2 separate regions of the Rattus norvegicus genome follow, and region 1 is linked to region 2. Evidence: chromatin contacts called from public Hi-C data. All regions are on one chromosome and are shown on one strand. The core of a region is the stretch at or near the end of the contact, and the rest is flanking DNA. Distances in the headings are between cores, read along the strand shown. Region 1 holds the start of Tlcd1 (TLC domain containing 1). Region 2 holds the start of Phf12 (PHD finger protein 12).

The links. Hi-C and Micro-C count contacts between places; a contact is called where the count stands out from the background.
Region 1: a contact with region 2 is called in a Hi-C map of liver, with 2.9 times the contacts expected there. The contact joins the promoter of Tlcd1 here to the promoter of Phf12 in region 2. A contact is called at or near these places in 9 of 12 Hi-C or Micro-C datasets (Schwann cells, frontal cortex, hepatocytes and 5 more) and 1 of 1 datasets of contacts at active chromatin or transcription factors (oligodendrocytes).

What each region holds. Positions count from the first base shown.
Region 1 is chr10:63,569,543-63,575,224 of GRCr8, forward strand. Tlcd1 (TLC domain containing 1) reads left to right here and starts at 2,999. Exons shown (of 4, transcript NM_001013858.1): 1 at 2,999-3,323; 2 at 3,641-3,723; 3 at 3,810-3,892; 4 at 4,202-5,032. The coding sequence starts at 3,130. The coding sequence ends at 4,585. It overlaps Nek8 (NIMA-related kinase 8), which reads right to left and starts at 946. Exons shown (of 15, transcript NM_001105804.2): 1 at 840-946. The coding sequence starts at 886. Rpl23a (ribosomal protein L23A) reads right to left here. Exons shown (of 5, transcript NM_001108283.1): 4 at 5,413-5,482; 5 at 5,190-5,260. The coding sequence ends at 5,246. It overlaps Snord42a (small nucleolar RNA, C/D box 42A), which reads right to left and starts at 5,624; the gene lies at 5,560-5,624.
Region 2 is chr10:63,365,514-63,371,816 of GRCr8, forward strand. It overlaps Phf12 (PHD finger protein 12), which reads left to right and starts at 4,736. Exons shown (of 15, transcript NM_001013117.2): 1 at 4,736-5,355; 2 at 5,989-6,170. The coding sequence starts at 5,290. It overlaps Sez6 (seizure related 6 homolog), which reads left to right. Exons shown (of 17, transcript NM_001105754.2): 16 at 1-42; 17 at 199-1,210. The coding sequence ends at 231.

The DNA.
Region 1 (5,682 bases), core at 1,749-4,248, 200 kb after region 2:
CTGACTGCTCTTCCAGAGGTCCTGAGTTCAAATCCCAGCAACCACATGGTGGCTCACAACCATCTGTAATGAGAACTGATGCCCTCTTCTGGTGTGTCTGAAGACAGCTACAGTGTACTCATATATAATAAATAAATAAATCTAAAAAAAAAAAAAAGAAATAAAACCCAAGTATGCTAGCTAGGAGCTCTAGCACGGATATTCATCCTCAGTCCCTCTTTTTTCTAAGTTGCCCAGGCTGGCCTTGGGCTAGCTATGTAGTTCAGGCCTGCCCAGTGGATAACCTAAAGATTGCTTGTCTTTTCTTTTGGAGACAATCTCTGTGTAGCCTAGATTGGCCTCGAATTCACAGCAATGCTCCTACATCTACTCCCAAGTACTGAAATGACAGGCGTGTACCACCCTACCTGCTGCACAGTCTCTTATTAACTGTTTTTAACTGCTCAAACTTCATTAACTATTTTAACAAATACCTTGTTTGTTTGAATCAACGTCCTATGGGCTATGTTCGTAAAGGGGAAGTACCTCTCCTGTTTTGATCACAACTGTAAACTCCGGGCAGTCTGACCTGTACAGTTTAGGATCATTATCTCAGTTGAAGCAAAGAATAACCAATCTACAGGGAACTATCTCCCAAGGGCACAGGTTGGGCTGGTGGGCGTGGTTTGGCTGTGGGCGGGGGTCCTCCCGCCTAGACCTAAGGACCGGATGCCTGGGCGGGGCATCCCATAGTGGTGCTCTCGCTTCGGGGCGGAGCCAGCCGGGCCACGATTTCTTGGTCAGAATTGGGGCTTATTTTCTTTTTCCCTTAGCATTTCCTCCCCAGCGCCCTGGCTCACCCGAAGGCACCTCTTCCCACCACTCGGATCCGCTCGTACTTCTCCATCTCATTTCTCAGTTACGCTTCTGGACTCCTCGAGTGGCGCGTGCGCGGACCCTCCCATCCGGGAGCTCCTCCTACTAGCAGTAAAACTATTGCAGGGCGGAGCGGGTGGATCGGGGGCGTCTGTTGAGCTCTGTGCCTCTCTCTGAGTAAATAAACTCAACCTGGAGGTTAAGTCGTGTTTCTCAAACGAGAAATCAGAGAATAGTCATTTTGGGTTTCTTGACGAGTCCCAAAGGGCTCAGCACCATACCAGTCACCTTGCACACGCGTGACTTGGGCAGAGGTAGACTGGAGCGATGAGGCGCCAACTTAAGTTGCCCGGCAAAAACAAGATTGTCCCTCCAAAGTTCTAGTGAGAGTATAAAGCGAAGATCGATCCGGTCCCCGCTGTCCAGGAGTGGCACTACTTCAGAAAGATAAAGGAATTCCTTGATGGACACGTAAAGGATAAACCACCAAAACAGAACCCAGAGCCCGCTCTGTGTGGGGCGGGGAGCGGGGCTGTTTGGTGTTTGCCGAGGGAGGGACGGGGAAAACCCCAGTTGGACAAACTGATTCACCTGAAGAGTACGTGACGCGGTCTCCTGGTTATAACAACTCCTGAGCACCGTGCTCTCTGCTTCTCAGAACACCGCACAAAACGCTGCTGTAAGGGGACTCAGTCCTCTACTAAAAACCTCTAGCGTCATGGTGGGGTAAAATCAGAGAGGGTTCTACGCCTCTGTCCAGAAATAATGGGCTGGTTAGTATCACTGCTATGGTTTCGACCAGGATGAATTAAATCCTGACTTCCTCATGATGCCTGCTCTAAGGGAGAACACTTCAGTATTCAAGAGGTGGTCCTTAGCTAAGTGTTAACGTTCCTATTTTTGAATGGGCGAGGTAAGCGAGGAGAGAAGGGGTGTTTATTTTTTGTCTCCGCCCCGCCCCAAACTAGCCTACGTGGAATGACCGGAGGGAACCTGTGGTCACTGGCTCAGGCTGGAGTCAGCTGGTTTCCCAGTTAGCAAAGGAGTGCAGGGGGTAAAATGCTCACAAGACATTACATCGTGCTATCTCTTAGTAACCGAATGGGCCTTGAGTGACCCTGGAGACCCATGGGAGTTAATGTGTAACCCTGGAACCATCAGGGAAGACAGCAAACACCAGGCTTAGGTTCCTGGGTTTCTGGCTCCCCCACCCCGCCTTGATACACCGTTCTCCTAGTCCCCACTTTTTCCCCCGTGTCGTCCACTTCCACCTCCCAAAAGCACACACCCCTTCACTCCTGCACCGCCTCTGGGCTGCTCCTTTTCCTCCGGGTCTGCTGATTGCGCTCCTGAGTGGAGGCGAGCTAGGACGCCTCATCACAGTGAGGACAGACTGACACCTACTGGCCAGAAGCCGCAACTACTCTAGGACGCTGCCCTGGAGAGAGGGTCACCCCAGCTGTCTGGGCAAATCCGCAGCCTTCCCCGCCCCAGCCTCCAAGGAGCCAGAAGAGGGTTGGGACTGTCTCAGGGAGGACTGTGACAACCGCTATGCTCCAGGAGCCCAAGAATGATGGGTAGGAGTGGGGTGATGGTAGGTGACTCAACAGTTCCTAAGCACCACTCGTGCTGGGCGCCGGAGAGGCAGGTAAACACGTCGATCCAGTCCAAGAGAAGAATTGAGTCTGGGCGGAGCCCTAGTCTGAGGCCGCGTTCCTGAGCCCCCAGGATCAGGGTTTAGCAGCCCCGGCTGTGTGATGGTTCCGCCCATCTCTGCCCTGAAAAGAGTTGGGAGAGGAGCTTTCTCGAAGTACCCGCCCAGGATGTGAAAGCCGGTGGAGGCGGCGAAGGTCGGGAAGAGGCTAGTGGGGCCGTACGCATGAGGGCAGCCGAGGATGCCTTCGGATGTCGGGAGGCGCCAGAGAGGGGTGCCTCGGAAGCGATGGCGGGGACAGCCCCTTCGCGCTCTAAGTCGGCGGGTTCCGGGCGGGGCCCTGGGGGACACGGGGCTCGCGCCCTCCTCGCGGCAGAGGCGCCCGAGGGGCGGGGGCAGGCGGCGGGGCGGGGCGGGGGCGCGGGCTGCAGGGGCGGGCAGAGGCCTCTCCGGGAGCGCGGGGAGGAGCGAAGGAGCCTTGAGGGCTCCGTGAAACTGTGGGGCTGGCGGCCCGCGGCAGAAACGATCGTGGCGCGCTGGCCAGAGACTGGACGGTGTTCCCAGAACTGCCGAGGGAGACGGCTTAAAAGGCGAACAGACAGACGGCAGGGAGGGTCAGCATGCCCCTACTGTTGCACCCCGCCTGGCCGCTGCTCCTGGGCGCCACGCTGACCTTCCGGGCACTCCGGCGCGTGCTCTGTCGCCTGCCCCTGCCGGCACACGTGCAAACCGACCCCCTGCGCACCTGGCGTTGGCACAACCTACTCGTCTCCTTCACACACTCCATTGTATCTGGGATCTGGGCTCTGCTGTGGTGAGTGAACAACCCGGGGTAACGAGATGGCCGTAGGGTCTTTCGCGGGGTGCTCGGACTGGATTCCCTGTTGCTATTCCCACCACTCTCGGGTGAACAGACACCAAGGATCTCACCTGATTCCCTGTTTGGAAAACTACCCAACCAAGAACGGCTGTGGGAAACCCAAGGTACCTGGGCTTTGGCCAAGTCCCTCCTTACTCTCCAACCAGCCAATAGTAGGCGCCCACAGCACCCTGGGACTGGCAAGACTGTTGGGGGAGGTGAGGGTCCTCGGGGAGGCTGCAACCGCGAGAACATCCCTTTTTCTATTCCAGCATATGGCAAACCCCTGAAATGCTGGTGGAGATTGAAACAGCCTGGTCAGTTTGTGGCTATTTGCTTGTTTGCTTCTCTGCAGGTAGGTTGTGCCCAAGAAGGATAAGATTAGGATGGAAATTAGTTTAAAGTGTTAAGTCTTTTCCACTTTCCCTACCCCTCCACTAGGATACTTTATACATGACACAGTGGACATCGTGGTTAGCAGGCAAACTCGAGCTTCTTGGGAATACCTTGTTCATCATGTCATGGTAAGGGAGAACCCGGTGAAATGATACAGGCAAAATCTTCATAACTCTTTGAGCCAAAGAGGGAGGGAGGCCATCTTAACCCAGCAATGTCTAACTTATAAGTTGCCTAAGTCTCAGCAGAGTGCCTGGGCTTACCTACTATCTAGGTAGACTGACCCTAGTGGAGTCTGATCCTAGTAAATATAAAGAAATCTTAGCACTAAATGTTGATGCTCCTCTGCTTCTGTCCTGTCTGGTATGCCCAAGGCTGGCACAGCACCTGTTTTCAAGCGCCCTTGTTCTGTTACTTGTCTCCCCCTTCCCTCCCAGGCTATGGGCGCCTTCTTCTCTGGTATCTTTTGGAAAAGATTTGTTGGAGGTGGAGTCTTAACACTACTGGTGGAGGTCAGCAACATCTTCCTCACCTTAAGGATGATGATGAAGATAAACAATGCCCAGGATATCCTCCTCTACAAGGTCAACAAGTATGTCAACTTGGTCATGTACTTTCTCTTCAGACTGGCACCTCAGGCCTACCTCACCAAGTTCTTCCTACAGTATGCTGGCCAGAGGACCCTGGGGACATTCTTGTTGTCTATTCTGCTTATGCTGGACGTGATGATACTCATCTACTTTTCTCGCCTCCTCCGTTCTGATTTCTGCCCTGAACGTGCTCCCAGCCGCCAACAAAAAGACAAATTCTTGACTGAGTGAGAAAGGAGATCCCAGGATGTGTGACAGGGACAGCAAGCACAGCCAACAGCTTTGTAACATAAACTAGGACTCTGCCCCAAGCCTGGGTGTATTCTGGGGCCAGCCTTTCCACCTTAAGCTTACACCCACACTATTGAAAACACTAATGAAAGCTCTCTGAAGTCCTCTGTTCTTGGGCAAGGGTTGAAGCAGACCAACCGGTTGGGCATGGTAAATGGGTGAGGACAAGATGCTGTCCAAAAGCCAGTGAACCCATACCACCCCGCGATGGACGCTGACAGCTCTAAAATAACCCCTCAGCTCTTCCAAACTCTGGTATTGGTTTCACAACAGTCTCTGCCAGGGAAGGAACTCTTGTAAAGCTTGTCTTCTGAGCCTGTGATGGAGCCATGTTCCAGGGCAACTAACACCTGTCTAATAAATGGCCCCTGGTACTGAGTTAATCTAGCATGCGGGATGCATCATGGTGTGTCCCATTGGGTTAAGCATATGAAGTCTTCATTGCTCAGAGCTGGGAAAGCCCTGGGTTTGATCCCAGCACCCACCCTATTACCACAGTATGGCCTTGTCCCCACCCCAATCAGAAAGCAACAAATGACAAGCAGCATTATTTATGGTGGAAAAAAAGTATATATTTAGAATTAACCATCTGGACTCACTTTAGATGATCCCAATCTGAAAAACAAAAAAGGGAGCTAAATTACTGGAGCTGAACTCCTTAAGGTAAAGCGAGCTGGGATGACAGAACAGGAGGGTGGGGCTTGTTAGAGATAGTAAGGCAGATTTTGATGTAGATGTAGTATCTAGACAGAAGTGACTGTGCTTACCTTGTTGGCAACATCTAGAGCATCATAATCAGGAGCCAAGCGAACATATGCCTTCTTCTCTCCGTCAGGCCTGTGTGGAGAAGGAAGCCTCAGCATTGGGTGCTCACAACCCCATCCCTTCCCTCATTCCCCCACCCCAATCCTCTGGAGCATCAGTGGTTCCTTTGTTGGTGTCATTCTTTTCCAAACATTGAGTTTTCCATCATCTGCAGAGGGGCTAGGAGTCACCATGAAGCCATGGTGTGTTTAAGTAACCCCACACAAGCTTGC
Region 2 (6,303 bases), core at 3,486-5,985:
ACGGTAGAGTCAGCATTTGACAATCCAACTTATGAGACCGGAGTGAGTATCCATGTTGGCCTAGATACCTCTTCAGGACTCGTTCTTTGACCCCTTGGGTGGGTATACCTCCCCAAGGTCTGCCAAACCTTTCCCCTTTGCCTTGGGAAGGTGGATTCGGGCTCGACGAATCTTCTACAAGTTTCCAACTCCCCGCAGTCTCTTTCCTTTGCAGGAGACGAGAGAATATGAAGTTTCCATCTAGGTGGGAGCAGCCTGGGGATGCACATGCAGTCCTGCATCACAAGCCGGCGGCAGGGCTCCCAGCTCTCTGCTGTCCCTCACCTCCTGTACATACCGCCTGGGAAGAGACACCACCGACCCCTTCCCCGCCTGCAATGCCCACAGTGACCTCTTTTCTTGGCACCACTGCCCACTTAGGGCCCTTCTTTGGATTTGGCGGTGCGTGCCTCAGGTAGAACTGGCGCACATTACCAGAAGCCAACATTCTGCTTCTCTTTTGCCCTGGACCTCCAGCCCTGGAAGTTGCAGGCAGAGAAGGGGCACGTCTTACACATAGCCACCATCCAGCCCTGGCATGCAAGGACTCCAGAAGAGCTGACTTGACAGCAGGGTGCCCCTCACAGGGCCAGCACCAGAGGTAGAGGTCGAAATTGTTCTCAACTATGACCTCTTGGAAGTCCTGGCATACCAACACCAGCCCCTCAGGGAGGTTTTTAGTTCCTCTCTAAAGGCTTAGAATAGGACAGGTAAGCCTTCTGCCCTGTCCTGGGGAGGTGATGACTTTAAGGCATTCTAAAAGGTTCAGGGACTCTATCCCAAGCTCAGGTTGGGCCTCACTGGATACCCATGCTCCACACCAAAGCAGGACACCCTATGGCTCCCTGGCATCCCTCTACCCTGAGGAGGGAAAGCCCTTCCTTGAAATTATCTGGCTGTTACAAATGTCCCTTTTCCCACCTATCCCTCGTCTAAGCCACTTATGATGTTCCCCCTTCCTGCCACTATGTTATGGCAGGTACATTCTGGAGACGAGCAGATGTCCAAGGACCCAGGAATGTGGCACAGAACAGAAGTAAAAAATCCCCAGGAGGAATCTCAGTCTGGACCGAAGGTCACTTTGTACATATGATGTATTATATGGGGTCTGGGCTCCAGCCAGAGAACAATCTTTTATTTCTGTTGTTTCCTTATTAAAATGGTGTTTTGGAAAAAAAAAAGTCAAGCAGTGTGAGTGGTGATTTCTTGGAGGGAGGGGAGGTAGTAGATGAATGTGATGTGGACCTCGGCACACCAAGACCTGCTGGACGTATCAATCAATCATGCCCAGATGTTATGAGAGAAAAAATGTTATATGCGGTTAACTAGGAAACACTGCCCCCAAAGCCATTAGTGCTACAGATGGCAGGTGAGACAAGAGTGGCGAATGCTGCAGGGATGTGGGAACTCAGCAACTCAGGTGCTCCCAGCCCCAAGGTCTCATTTCATCCTTTTTGCCAGGGCTAGAGTCATATGGCAGCCCATTCCCAAGCCCCTATTAGTGCTGCTGGATTGCTGACGAGCCTGAGGTAGCATGCACTGCCCTGTCCACTTTTCCTGTCAAGTGAAGCTCGAGGGATTGGAATCAGAACCGTAGATTGAACCCTTGTACATAAGGCTAGCTTGTCTTGGCCTCAGAAAACATGGAGATGGTGAGCAGGAGGGATGGGCAGCTCAGAGGTCCCTAAGACAGGCTAGAGCCCTGCCCATGGGGTCTTTAAAGGGGCTGCTGAAAGCATGCATGCAAGCAATATTATAAAGACTGAACAGGTTGTCCTTAGGTATTTAGAAATGTGTATATACATACATATATTCACATACGTATGTGACGATTAATTTTAAAAGATGTCATAAATTTGAAAAGGGGCAGGAAAAGAGTATATGGGGGAGTTGGAAGGAGAAAAAGGAAGGGGGAAATGATGTAATTATGTTATAATCTTTAAAAATAGCTGGGTGGTGGTGACACATGCCCTTAATTCCAGCACTCGAGGTAGAGATAAACAGATTTTAAAGTGACTGGCAAGGATATACTTAAATTTGCCCCTACCCTATGTCCCCTAAAGCCTTCTGAGATGAAAGTATCTTCCCAGCAGCAGACAACAGAAAATTACCGCACTTGGAAGCTGTAAAATTCCCGCTAGGATGGGGCTGGGGATTTAGCTCAGTGGTTAGAGCGCTTACCTAGGAAGCGCAAGGCCCTGGGTTCGGTCCCCAGCTCCGAAAAAAAAGAACCAAAAAAAAAAAAAAAAAAAAAAATTCCCGCTAGCCACTGTACAGCCCAAGTCAGGGGTTCCAGTTCATTTATAGTGCAGTGCCTAGATGGACCACAAGAGGTCGCTTCCAAAGGCATTTCCATCCCATCAGCTCTTTCTTGAAGTCCCCTTTAATACGCTGAGCTGGAGCTCTCCAAGGTGGCACCAAGTCCTGCCCCGACTGGGCTGACCTCATCCTCACCCAAAAGAAGGGTGTGTGGAGTGATCTGTACCTCTGGCACCTGTCACTAGAGCCAACTCTCATTCTCCTCACTAGCCTACTGACCGCTCCTGTTTTCAGCTGCAACGGGTGTGTTGATCAAAGCAAAGTCTTTCTCACTGGGCATAGGCCAGTGGCTTACTTCTCTGCACAGTAGTACCTCCAGGCTGACAGCAGCATAGCTATGCTCTGGATAGTAGGGAAGAAGCCAGTGAAAGAGGGCATGTGAGGTTCCAACTTCTGAGGTTATGTAGCATGAAGGAAGCATAAAGCCTGGCCTCTTCCCTTCAGCCCTCTCTGAGACCCACATCATTGTCCTATAGTTGCTAGTCTATTTTTGGGCACAGCGATGGAAGACCAGTCAATTTGCATGGCAATCTCCACTTCCCCCATGACATTATTCTTTCTAGGCACCAAGGGAGGGCCACTGGAGAAATGCAAAGTGTCACTCTCTCTCTCTCTCTCTCTCTCTCTCTCTCTCTCTCTCTCTCTCTCATGCACGCACGCACGCGCGTGCGTGTGTGTGTGTGTGTGTGTGTGTGTGTGCGCGCGTGTGTGTGTGAGAGAGAGAGGCACTAAAACTTCACAGAGCGCTAAAACTTCACACAGATATTTATGTTCTTTTTGATTTACAGTCCTGACTGTCCTAAAGGAGGAGCAACAGTTCCTCAGAGACAGTAAACACGGTGTAGGGACCAAAGTCTGACTTGTGAATCAAGAAATGTTTCCTTTTTAAGGTTTGCTATAAACTCAATATGCAGCCTAAGCAAACTGACGCTCCACTCTGTGTATCTGGAAATGAAGAGTTTCAATCAAATAGTCTCTAAGTCCTTCCCAGTTTTATGGGTCTGAGAATGATGTGTGCAGTAACAGAAAAATGAGTTTAGGGGATGCTAGGCGTAGTAAGTAGTGCACGTTGATCCCAGTAATGGGACCGGAGGCAGAGGCAGATTTCTGTGAGTTCATGGCCAATCTAGTCTACATAGCAAGTTCTAGGCCAGATAGGGCTGCAGAATTTGACTGTTTTAATAGAATGAACGGAAGAAAGGGCAGGACATAGCTACATGTCACCAATGTTAATGCCGAGTGGGGTTCATTCATTCACAATTAGGCAGTGTATCTGTCTACATTGGAAAGTGATAACAACGGGATAACAGCGTACACCCAAAGAGAAGCATGTCTTACTGCTCAGAAGTCGAGGTGAGGGGCTCAAACTACAAATCCCAGTATGCAATACGGTAGCTCTCAAAAGTATCTTTTCCCGGCAAGCTTTTTCCCCAATACATCCTGCAGTACTGTGCGGCGCTTGCACGTGGAACTACAACTCCCACAATCCATGAGTTCCATCGCGATTCTTACTCCCAGAGTGCAATGTGTTCCCGTTCACCCTTTGAACACTGCGCGTTGCAAGATGGGGGTTGAAGTCAGCTGTAGGCAGGTACCTGGGCGTTGTCAGGATTACGGACTGTTTGGGCTTTTGACTTCCTCTTTAAGAGTAGTTCTCAGGGACAGTGGTTAAGAGAGGGTGGTAACAGACAGGTTGAATTACCCTTGGTTCCATCAGGACCCAAGGCAGCAATGCTCCTGCTAAAATTAGGTGCAGATAGTGGAAATTAAGTGGAAACAGCAGCCGTCCAATCTGCCACCAAAAGTGTCTTTTTTTTTTTGTCGCAATTTTTTTTTCTCTTTACCAACATGTCGGCCTAGTCCAGACACACCTGACACTGGAGCCATACAGTTCACTACACCATCCATATGCTGCCTACTAGCTCCATACAACAATCACATACTCCTCCTTGGTTGTGACTGAGAACTCCAAGGGCATGGTAGCCCAAATCTCATTACCAAAATGGCGAAAGGAGAAGCTTTTTTTGTGCAGGCCGCCAGGTACAATACGCCTGCGCGTGAAGCGGGTGTGTTAAGGGACGGGGGTGGCAATCCAACACGCCTGCGCGGGACCAGAGACCGTGGTCTGCACACAAACACCAATGGGTGAAGCCCCTTCAAGTTCCTGCGGCTGCGCCATGACCCCTACGCTCTTTCCCAAGCGCCTAAGCGAGGCCTCAGGTTCCGCCCTTTAATCGTAGTACGCTGGCGCACGGCAGAAAGGCGGTGCTTCTGGGCTCCAGGCGAATGCCAGCGCGGCTGCGCGCTGGGGGGTACCCCATCACCGCGGCTGCGCGGGAGCCAGGCCGCCGGCTGTCACTGCGGTTGCGCGCGGCGAGCGGCGATCCCGGGGCGCCTGCGCGGGTGGCTTTGCGGGCGCTCGCGGTAAGTTTGCGCCAAGTGCGCGGCAGCCGGGACGCAGACGGCAGCGGCGGCGAGAGGCGGAGCCCGGGGACCACCCCCCATCATCCTCCCCAGAGTCACCTCACGAACCACAACCTCACCTAACCTCTCACCCCCCCTCCGGTCCCCCAACCCAGGGATGGCAGCGCCCGCTAGCCTTCCCGGCCGGACCAGCGGTCGCCAGAGCCAGCTTTAGCCTGTGGGCCTAGGCCCCGCCAAGGCCTGACCCCCGGAGCCGAGATCCACTGTGCAACCAGCCGCCGGGCCGGGGCTGAGGGGTTGCTCCCCTCTCACGGCCCGTGGAGAGGACGCTGCCGTCCCAGGGACTGGGGGCCGGGGGGTGGGGGGGAGCCAGGGCGAGGAAGTCGGAAACTGTGTTGGGAAGAGAGAAGGGGACCGGGGGTCAGAAGTGTCCTCTTCCCCTCCTCCCCCCTCCCCCCGGGGCTGGGGGGGCCGGAGCAGAGAGCGCCCAGCCCGGGAGGTGGATGAATGTGGGAGAAAATGGAGACCAAGACGATCGTGTACGACTTGGACACGTCGGGGGGGCTGATGGAGGTAAGAGTGGCCCTCATCCCCTTCTCCCAGTGCCAGGAGGGAACCTCCGCCCCACAAAGCCGGCCCTAAGCTCGAAGCGCCAGAGGGCCGGGAAAAGGGGGGGTTCTTCCTCACCTAGTCTTTCCCTCCCCTCTGCAATTTGGGGGACCGAGCTTAGCTTCTGAGGACGTTTGCAGCAGTTTCACCTACCCGCCGCCCTCGATTCGCTCCCTGAGGCTTCAGCCCACTCCATTTCATTGCACCGGCAGGCCTCCCCACCCCCTTCTTGTCGGCCCCTTTGTGCTTTCCCCCTGCACGTCCGGGTACCAAGCTTCGGGCCTCTCCCGAGCCGGGCTTTGGAGTCCCCCACTGTCCATACAAGGAAGTGGCGAGAAGAGAACCGCGCACCCTCTCCCCATCCCCCTACCCTGATCCTCCCCATTTGGAAGGAGCTTTTCTTGTTGTGCTGCAGGAACGCAGTTAGGGTGGGCTCCCCTTGATTCCGGGGACCGAGAGGTTCTGGAAGCAGCCTGGATGGGAGGAAGAAGGACAAAAGGGGGAAGAGGGGTGGGTGACGGAGGAGCGGCGCCGGTGGGACTACGGGCTGCCCGGGAGCTCCGAATGTGCACACACGCCGTCTGTATGTGTGTGCAGCAAATCCAGGCTCTGCTGGCTCCCCCCAAGACGGACGAGGCAGAAAAGCGGAGTCGGAAGCCGGAGAAGGAGTCCCGGAGAAGCGGCAGGGCCACCAACCACGACAGCTGCGATAGCTGCAAGGAAGGTGGAGATCTCTTGTGCTGTGATCACTGCCCTGCCGCCTTCCATCTCCAGTGCTGGTAAGGGCTGGGGACCCCTTTGGAGCTCCTTGGCAGACCCTACTGGGCACATTCCATCACCAGGCCTGTAGAAATAACGGGAGCTTGCAGCCGCTAGCCGACTCTGTAGTCGTTGATGCGAGCGCCACTGCGC